2 separate regions of the Mus musculus genome follow, and region 2 is linked to region 1. The links are chromatin contacts, called in public HiChIP or PLAC-seq maps. All regions are on one chromosome and are shown on one strand. Each heading gives the region's core, a stretch centred on a gene start, on an enhancer-like site or on the middle of the called end of the contact. The rest is flanking DNA. Distances are from core to core; before and after follow the strand shown.

The links. HiChIP or PLAC-seq counts read pairs in DNA pulled down with a chosen protein or histone mark.
Region 2: an H3K27ac HiChIP or PLAC-seq map of neural progenitor cells shows a contact between it and region 1, with 3 times the contacts expected there. The contact joins two enhancer-like sites. A contact is called at or near these places in 4 of 484 Hi-C or Micro-C datasets (bone marrow-derived dendritic cells, cerebral cortex, cumulus cells and 1 more), 3 of 115 datasets of contacts at active chromatin or transcription factors (embryonic stem cells and neural progenitor cells) and 1 of 9 other capture datasets (embryonic stem cells).

The regions. Positions count from the first base shown.
Region 1 is chr13:51,523,626-51,528,468 of GRCm38.p6, forward strand. The region is part of intron 1 of Shc3 (src homology 2 domain-containing transforming protein C3); the gene reads right to left. Among named protein-coding and RNA genes, the nearest start is that of Shc3, 43 kb to the right of the region's middle. Within about 2 kb of position 3,001, at least 51 of the 459 cell types and tissues checked have an H3K27ac peak or open chromatin away from gene starts, as enhancers often do. A contact at or near this core is called in cerebral cortex and neural progenitor cells, where this site is marked.
Region 2 is chr13:51,614,738-51,619,309 of GRCm38.p6, forward strand. No RefSeq gene overlaps it. Among named protein-coding and RNA genes, the nearest start is that of Gm52049, 22 kb to the right of the region's middle. Within about 2 kb of position 1,269, at least 60 of the 459 cell types and tissues checked have an H3K27ac peak or open chromatin away from gene starts, as enhancers often do. A contact at or near this core is called in cerebral cortex and neural progenitor cells, where this site is marked.

The DNA of each region.
Region 1 (4,843 bases), core at 1,751-4,250:
GACGTGGGCTGCCGCAAGACGAGAGACAGCCAACAGAGATGCAGGAGTAGCATGCGCCTTGATGATTATGTACAATTTCCAATATGAGTTTTGGTCATCATTAGTGTGAACGGTAGGGAGCAGATAGAGCAGAATGGCGTGTTTATGGTATTGCTGCGTTTTATGGAGGCTGTTCCAGACTTGCTTATTTCTAGATGGTGGCAAATATAGCTAGGGAAAGGAAGACGAGTCAGTTAGTAATGTACTGCCCATGAAAACACAAGAATCTGAGTCTAGTCTCCAAAACACACATCAAAAGGAGGGTAAGGAGGTGTGTATGTATAATCCCAGTACTCAGGAAGCTGAGACAGGAAGATTTTGGTTTTGAACCCAAACTATGCTACACAGTGAGTCCCCCAGGCCAGTCTGAGCTAAAGAGAGGGACTTCAGTCTCTTCACCCATGGAAGAATTGAAAATACTGAAGCAATCACGAAGTTGTAGTTACTGATAATATCCTGTAATAATTACCTGTAAAAGGTTTTATATCATTCATGTTCTCAATTATAAGCACGTTTCTATATCTGCAAGAAAGGGATGCAGAGAAATGGAATACGTCTCATCTTCTCGGTAGGGTTTACCACCGCAGCCTCTGAGAGCCAACCAGTAATGCCAAGAAAGCTGTCCCATGGGACAGTAAAGGAAATGGACTGTATCAGCTGCTGGTCTCATTGCTCTGATAAAATGTCCTCACAGAAGCAACTTAAGGAAGAAGGGTTTATTTTGCTCATAGATGCAGGATACAGTCCATCACAGTGGAGAGGACACGGCAGCAGTTGCCTGGTCATACTGTGTCCACAGTCGGGAGCAGAGATGGGCAGCCCCCGTGCTCAGCTTCTGTTCCTGTTTCTAGGTAATCCAGGACCCTAGAACAGAAGGGCGCTTCTGCCCACCTTTCCAGTGGGTCTTGCCTCCTAATCAAGATATTCCCTCACAGGAGTGCCTAGAAGCTTTCAACCTGCAGTACAACCCTTGACAAGCCAGGATTTCATACAAGTTGCTGCAAACTGTCAATGCTAAATTGTAGAGGTGTTGCTTTCCAATGCCAACACCCTCAGCAACACATAGGCCCTTGCATGCGTGTGTGTGTGTGTGTGTGTGTGTGTGTGTGTGTGTGTGTGTGTGTGTGTGTGTCCCTAACATCCACACGACAGCCACAGGAAAATTTGCAGCTCATTCCCTCAGAACACTGTCCCACCTTGGTTTTCCTGAGACAAGGTCTCTTACTGACCTGGAGTTCGCCAAGCAGGCTAATCTGACGAGTCAGCGTGTGTCAGGAATCCTCCTGTCACAGCATTTCACAGTGCCTTGCTTTTTTATGTGGGTTCTGGGGTACAGGTCAGGTCCTGGTGCTTACAAGGCAAATGCATTACTTGTACTGATTACACTACCTTCCCAGTACACAAGGGAATTTTTACAAGATTCAAGCCTCCTGCAAGCTCTCCAGAGCCCAGAAGATTCAAGCTTCTATTCCTGCCTGACACCTGTCTACCTGGAGCCCCATCTTAACTTCCAAGATTTCTTTTCTTTGTCATGGCCTGGCTATAGAAGTTTAAATCATGCATAGGGTCGTTTCAGCTCTAGTTCCCTAGGGTGTCTGTCACAGTGATCGTCTCTGAGTTTCAGTTTAATTGAGAACTGGAGAGATGTTGGCTCAATAGTTAAGAGCAAGTACTGCTTGTCCAGGGGACCTGAGTTTGCATGTCAGTTTGTCCAGAAGCTCACAGTTGCTTGTAACTCCAGTTCCAGGAGATGCAATGTCCTTGTCTTAGTCAGGGTTTCTATTCCTGCACAAACATCATGACCAAGAAGCAAGTTGGGGAGGAAAGGGTTTATTCAGCTTACATTTCCACATTGCTGTTCATCACTGAAAGAAATCAGGACTGGAACTCAAGCAGGTCAGGAAGCAGAAGCTGATGCAGAGGCCATGGAGGGATGCTGCTTACTGGCTTGCTTCCCCTGGCTTGCTCAGCTTGCTTTTTTATAGAACCCAGGACTACCAGCCCAGGGATGGCACCACCCACAATGGACCCTCCCATCTTGATCACTAACTGAGAAAATGCCTTACAGCTGGATCTCACAGAGGCATTTCCTCAAGGGAGGCTCCTTTCTCTGTGATAACTCCAGCTTGTGTCAAGTTGACACAAAATCAGCCAGTACAGTCTTCATCTCTGGCTTAAGGGCACCTTCACTCATGTCCACAAATCTACCCTCAGACAGACAGACAGACAGACAGACAGATACACACACACACACCAATGCATGCACCCAAACACATAATTTAAGATAAAAATAAAATCTTTTTTAAAAAATCAAACAAGGGCCTGGAGAGAGAGAGCTCTGTGTTTAGGCACACACACTGCTCTTGCAGAGGGCCTGAGTTCAGTGGCCAGCACCCAGGTCAAGTGGCTCACAAGTGGTAACTCCAGCTACAGGGCGGGGTATCTGACTCCCTCTTCCCGCTCTATGGGCAGCACACCCCCATTCCACAAACCCACACATAGTTCCAACCCCAATCTAACTGCTGAGAGCTTTTGCTGGGAAATAGATGGAATCCGGGGGGAAAAACAGCACCACTATTAAAAATAACAACTCAAGGGCACCGGATGAGATTGGCTTTCTGACTAAGACCTGCTAAAAAGCAAGAACACAAAGAGGTGGGCACAGCTCCTGCCACAGAAAGCAGGTTGACAAAATACACTGAGCTAGCTTGCTAGAAAGGAACAAAGTAATAAGGAGGGCGTGGAGGTAAAAATCAAATAGGGGCCATCGGGAAAGAGCTGTGATCTGCAGAGACTGGAAAAGAAAGCCTCAATTCATCCAGAGCAAGAGGAAAATAAAGAAGAAGGGCCACTCGGGAGAGACTGTTAACAGCCAAGACCTCGAGACACTCTCTTGTGAGAGTCCTGCTGTAGACCCCGAATCAGCAGCTCTGAGTCTGAGCTGACTGCACCAGCAAAAGAAGAGGCAGGAAGCCAAGCCAGTGCTGGGAAAGATGACTCACTGTGGCGCTGTCTGCAGACTCGGAGGACTCTTGCCTGGCCCGGGTAGGCACGTGCTGCCACAGAGGTCAACTGTCACTGTGAGCAGCTTCAGGGCAAGGTTACCACAGCAGGTCTGTCCTGCCACCTCAAGACCCCCAAGGATATGAATTACAGAAGCTCCTAAGGGGACTGAGAATTAGGGACAAAAGGACCAGGGTCTATGGACAAGAGGAAGGTTTTTGTATTCATGAGTTCCAGGAGACCTAGAAGTTCAAAGGTGCTTCCATGTTCAAAACTGATATCTCAAGGTTAAAACTGATTCCACTCTCCCTGTTGCTTGGAACTTCCAGAGGGCCAAGGCACGACAGTCTCTTCTGAATTACTATGACAACCCACTCCGTAAACCACAGTACGTCACTCAAATTATAATGTTCCCCCTCCTCAGACAGTGGGGTAGCTCTGCATGTCCAGCCCCAGCCTAATCCTACATTGTCCCTGAGGTGGTTTTGGCCAGTTGTTCATTGTGATAACAAAATACCTCAGGTGGGCTAACTTAAGAGAGAGACAAAGACAGAAGCACAAAGAGGAAATAAGAGACAGAGAAAGAGGGGTAAACAGAGGGAGGGAAGAAGAAAAATGGACAGACAGAGAGAGGCTAGAAATCCGAGCTGCATGGTGCAGCCGCTGGTGATTGATGGTCCTACCTGCCTATGTCACCTCATGGCACATGGTACTGCTGGGAGAACAGGTAGGAAAAAGAGCTCAATTTTGAGAACAGGAAGCCAGAGAGCCCGGGACTCCTCAGCCTGTTCTCAAAGCACACCCACTAAGGACCTCCCATTGGGGCCCACTTCCCTGCCTTTCTTCTTTTCATATATGTGTGTGGTATGCATATATACTTATATGTATGTTCACATGTATATGAGGACTTGTGTGGGCATGCACATGTATGTGTGTGCATAGAAGTATGGAGCTGGAAACTGATGTCCGGAATCTTCCTCTGTTTCACTCCACTTTATTCTTTTGAGACAAGGTCTTGAAATCGGACCCAGAGCTTGCCTATGAGAATGGTCTTACTAGCCAGCCTGCTTGGGGGGTGAAGACAGTAAGAAATCATCTGGCTCTACCTCCTATGGCTGGAATTACGAGTGAGCTGCCATGCTCACCCAGCGTTTATGCAGGTTCTGGGGATCTAGACTCAGGTCTTGTTTGTATGGTAAGTGCTCTAACCACTGAACCATCTCCTCAGACCTGAGGCTTCCTTGTAAAGGTCTCACCTCCTTTCGTTGCCACACTGAAAATGAATCTCCCAGTGTACAAACTTATGAGAAACACTCTTAAATCATCAGGCAAACACCCGGAGGTGTCAGCATGGTCTCTTGAGCCCTTGTGTTTGACCTTCAAGATGTGAACCACAAGATCTCAGGAATGACACTCTCTGGTCGCAAGTCATCTTATTTAAAGAAAGGTAAAGCATACCTCAGAATTATACAAACCTGAAGACTACATAACAAGTTAGAGTTAACAGCGTGTGTGCGAACATGCTCAGGAAAGGTCTTCAATGACAGGCGCCCACCTGGAACTGTACTCAACACTGAGAAGGGCTCCTAAGGCACAAGATTAAGAGAGACTGTGACTTCGTGGTGATCTCTCTCTTTCTCTCTCTCTCTCTCTCTCTCTCTGTTTGTGTATGTATGTATGTGTGTGTGTGTGTGTGTGTATGTATGTGTGTGTCTGTGTGTCTGTGTGTGTGTGTCTTCCCATACATTTTTGCACCCAAGTGTGTGCGTGCATGACACATACTGTCACAATAATGCATACA
Region 2 (4,572 bases), core at 19-2,518, 89 kb after region 1:
CTTCTGTACTGTTACGGTGAGTGCATCTGCCTGTATTCTTGTTTGCTCCACACATTGGCCATGGTCAAATGACCACTGTGCCTTATGGCAGATTTTTACTTAAAGCCTACTTTGCATAAGTATAGCCATTCCTGCTTCTGCTTGCAGGAAAGTCTTCCCCATCCAGCTTCTATGTCCTCAGAGCTGATGTGTGTGTGTGTGTGTGTGTGTGTGTGTGTGTATGTGTGTGTCATTGATTTCACAGTATTCCACTCTTCCCCTTATAGGACTTCTGCAGAGAAATCTGCTGATAGCCTTGTGAGGGTCCTGATGCAGGTGGCAGGAATCTTTTCTCTTGGTAATTTCTAAATTCTGTCTGACTTTTAATAAATTGACCACTATATATCTTAGTGTAATCTTATTTTAAAAGCTTTGAATTCACGAGCTTTGGTGTCCACATCTTTCTCAATAGTTGGGGATTTATCATTTGGAAGCTATTATTTCTTCAAGCAAGTTTTCTTCTGATCGATCTTTCTCTTTTCCTTGTGGAACTCCCAGAATGTCCATGCCGGCCCACACTGGGAAGTCTCAGAAATCTATAAGCTCCCTTCACTTGTTTTTATTCTGAATTTTCTTTTCTCTGACTAAAGGGAAAACTTCAAGTGGCCCTTTTCAAGATTACAGAATCGTTTTCCTGCTTAGTCAAGCCTGCTGTTGTACCTCTATCATGCTTCTAAGCTTACTCCATGCATTCCTCAGTTCCAAAACTTCTAGGATTTTTGGTTTTCTTTTTTGTTTTTAGGTTTCCACCTCTGCAGAACTTCTCATTCCATCCATGGAGAGTGGTCTCACAATGACCTCTGTGTGTTCCCTTACAGCTCACTGACATTTCTGATTTTCCGTGTTCTTGAAGCCTTGTGTTGCTACCGACACATCTGGAAAAGCAGGCGTGTCCAGTCATTACTGAATGGCTTTGAAAGAGACAGGCATCCACTACTCACCCGAGCTAGGGATTCTGGGAGTCCCTCTGGTCTTTTCTGTGACTTTATCCCTTTGGCTCACAGTTGGGAAATGCCTTGGAAATATAAACCTCATCTGAATCTCGTAAAGCTAAGCCAAGCTCTGAGTTGTTCCCTTTCCCTGGGACGGTGCCCTGAGTGTTCAAGGTTAGTAGCCTGCTCCCAGCTCGGCAAAGTCCAGCTGGTCGCCTGCATGTGCTTGGGGCAACAAACAAAGGCTTATGCACACTGTGTTGGACAACTCTTCGCTCACTTCCGTGATGCAATGACTAACAAAAGCAATGGAAGGAGGAGTTTATTCTGCTCACCGGCTGGTCCATCATACTGTGGAGATCCTAGAGGGGGTGCAAGACAGCTGGTCGCAGGGCAGCCACAGTCAGGAAACAGATGAACGCCAGTGCCCTCCTCACTCTCTCTTTTTTAAGTCTAGAATCCTAGCCCACGAGATGATGTCACACTCACTTGGGGTGGGTCTTCTTACCTCAACTAGCCCAATCTAGATAAGACACACCCAGAGGCTAACTTAACAAAGTCCCTCATAAGCACGCCCAGGAGGTAATCTATGTGACCCTATATGCCACCAAGTTGACTATCAGCGTTAGTTTATGGGAGACCACTAGCTATTGGGATGTATACAGAATTCCCCGAGACCCATCTAGACTTCTAGCAGGAGCAACTGCAGTGGTGGAGGGATGTGACTGACCTCTCAGAGCTTCCAAGGTATCTGGATGACCAATCATTCTTTGTTGGATTCGAGACCCTGTCATTATGAACCCCGCCCCTTCTCCCCCACCCCACCCCCTTTCCTGCCTAGCCCCAGGCTATTTACTCAGGAAGAGGCAAAGGGTTTGAGTAGACCAAAACAGAACCACGCCTGTTGGGCTCCCACGTGACCAGGAAACCAGGCATTCGTTGTGTTCTTGTTTTCCCTCCTTAGAGAAGTCACCGCAGGAGGATGCTCTTGTCACTGAGTTCTGCAGATGGGGACCGGCCTATGAGACAGTGAACCTGCCTCATCTACTCTCCTTGACAGGCTTGTTCCTCCCAACCCTCACCCCCTTCCTCTAATGAGGTATTGAAGCCTCTCTGCTGAGCTCCCCGGGCCTCCCACAAAGGCATCCGTATGCATGGGCGGTTGCCAAACTCAGTGTGCCTGTGGGATGCTGAGGGCTGCAGTCTCCTGCTGTGCCTATGTTGGCAGTGTCTCTCCGTGTGTTGGTTTGTGAGTCACGAGATGAATGGCTACTTTTTATTGGTGTCTTAATATTCTTCTTTGGTTCTTATTGCTTTAAGAACATAATGCATACACACATGCATAATTTACAGGATCCAGTTGTTAAGACATCAGACAGGTAGATTTTTCTTAGTGGGGAGTGGAGGTCAGTGCCTGCAAGCCCAGCACTTTGGCCACTAAGGCAGGAGGATCATGAGTTCAAGACCAACCTGGGCCACACTAACAGTTACGAGCTAGGTTGGGTTAGAATGAGACTGCATCTCAAACACAATAAAGCAAAAACACCCACAAAAAAAAAAAAAAACAAAAACAAAAAAACAAAAAAAAAAACCAAAACAAAAAAACAATTCCCTTTCTGTTTACCCAGGAAACTAAAGACTTTATACTTATCCTAAAATAACACACACACACCACACCACACCACACACACACACACACACACACACACACACACACACACACACATCTAAGTGAACAGACATTCTGTTAGCTGAAGCTCTATGGATTACAGTCTTACTGAGCCACTGAAATTCTGGAACACATCCAATTATAATGTGCCAACAAGCCAAAACTATTGTAAACTTTGTTAGATATTGATATTAAATGTGCATAATTCAGTGTTTGAAGAGCCCTTTTTCCTAGGAAGAACACACAATTTCCTGGTATCTTAAATACATAGTATTGTGACAAACGTACCTTCTTATTTTTCTGTTTTTCTGCCTGTTGGCTATGGTTGAGTGGTTTGTTGGTTGGTTGGTTTGTTTTGGATCTTTGGGCTTTATGGTTTGGGGGAGTCTTTTGGGGTTGTTTTGTTTATTTTGCCACCTTAAAAGCTGTTAGACAAGCCAATATGCAGGATAACCTGCCATGTCTTCTGCTTCCTGTCCTGCAGAATCTGGTTATTTTCTGCCACCCTAGCGTCCTTTAGCCAGTGATACTGGAGCTGGCTCCGCCCCATAGGAATCTTGTGAGCCTATGGCTATACACTTGGTAGGCTGGAATCTGACGCAGAGAAGGAATACTAACACTGGGGGTTAGTCCATGTTTCAGAAGAAGGAGGGAAGGGAGAGGGGAGAGAGAAGGGGGGGAGAGGAAGGAGGAGGGAGGGAAAGCGGGGTCATCCTAGTTCTAAAAGTGGGCTGCTGGTAAACACTAGGAGCAATACGCCCCCTTGTGGCTGTTTTCAGGATTGCAGGAGATGCGTGGCTAAAGATCAATTATTTCATCCCAAACACTTTTTATATAAGGCTTTAGAATAGTGTTGATGTTTTTATTGTTAAATATCACCTGACTGCCTAGGTTTTATTCAAAGGATCCAAGGAACATGGTTTGAATAGCATTACCAAGGATTGTAAATATCCATTGGTATAAGCTTTTTCTTGCAAAATTTCGTTTTTTAAGACTAGATTTTCTATAGTTTGCTGTGGCCATGTCAAAGGAAACAGCCTGACCCGAGGTCATCTGTGTCCTTCATGTGCACAGTGGTACCACAGAGGAACAAAAGCCCCTCGGCTCTGCATATTAAGTCAAATGACCTGAAGTCTCCATTCCATTTCACACACATGATAGACAGTTTCTTATTGTGTCAGAACCCCCCCCCCCCCCCAGGCACCCCGGTCCTGGCAAGCTAGCTGCGTTCTTCCTTCCCTGAAGCTCCTTGCCGTATAGTTCCAGGTGACAGTTCAAAGACTACATTGCAGTAGAGCCTCTGCTTCCGCAGGAGGTTAACCTTGTCAGGTTGACAAGATCTAGAATCACTAAGGAAAAAAGCCTTGGGGCATATGGGGGCGGGGGGGGGGGGTTTCCAGACTGGGTTAACCGAGGTGGGAAGGCTCAGTATGGAACGTGGCAGCTGCTACCGGATAGGTTGAGCTAGCGCTCCCTCTCGCTCCCCCCCTCACCTTCTACCTCCCCTCCCCTCCCCTCCTCCTCCCTCCCCTCTTCCTCCCCCCTCCTCTCCTCTCCTCTCTCTCTCTCTCTCTCTCTCTCTCTCTCTCTCTCTCTCTCTCTCTCTCTCTCTCTCTCTCTCTCTCTCAGCCACTTCTAGCTCCTACCACTTCCCCACTATTCTCTTGTGAACCAAAACAAATCCTTCCTTCCTTAAGCTGCTTGGTTCAGGCATTTTGTTACAGCAGCAAGAAAAGTGAGCTATCTAACACACCATGCAGCTGTTCTAAACCAGTATCCCCCACCCACCTGACCATTATGTCAAGCAGAGTGAAGGGAAGCCAGCCTCTCTCATCCTGCAGGAAAGTTATCCAGTCCCGGCAGAGCAGGACCTCACACAGAGTTCCTGAGTTAAGAGCACAGGCAGGGTTTCTTTATTTAGCCCTGGCTGTC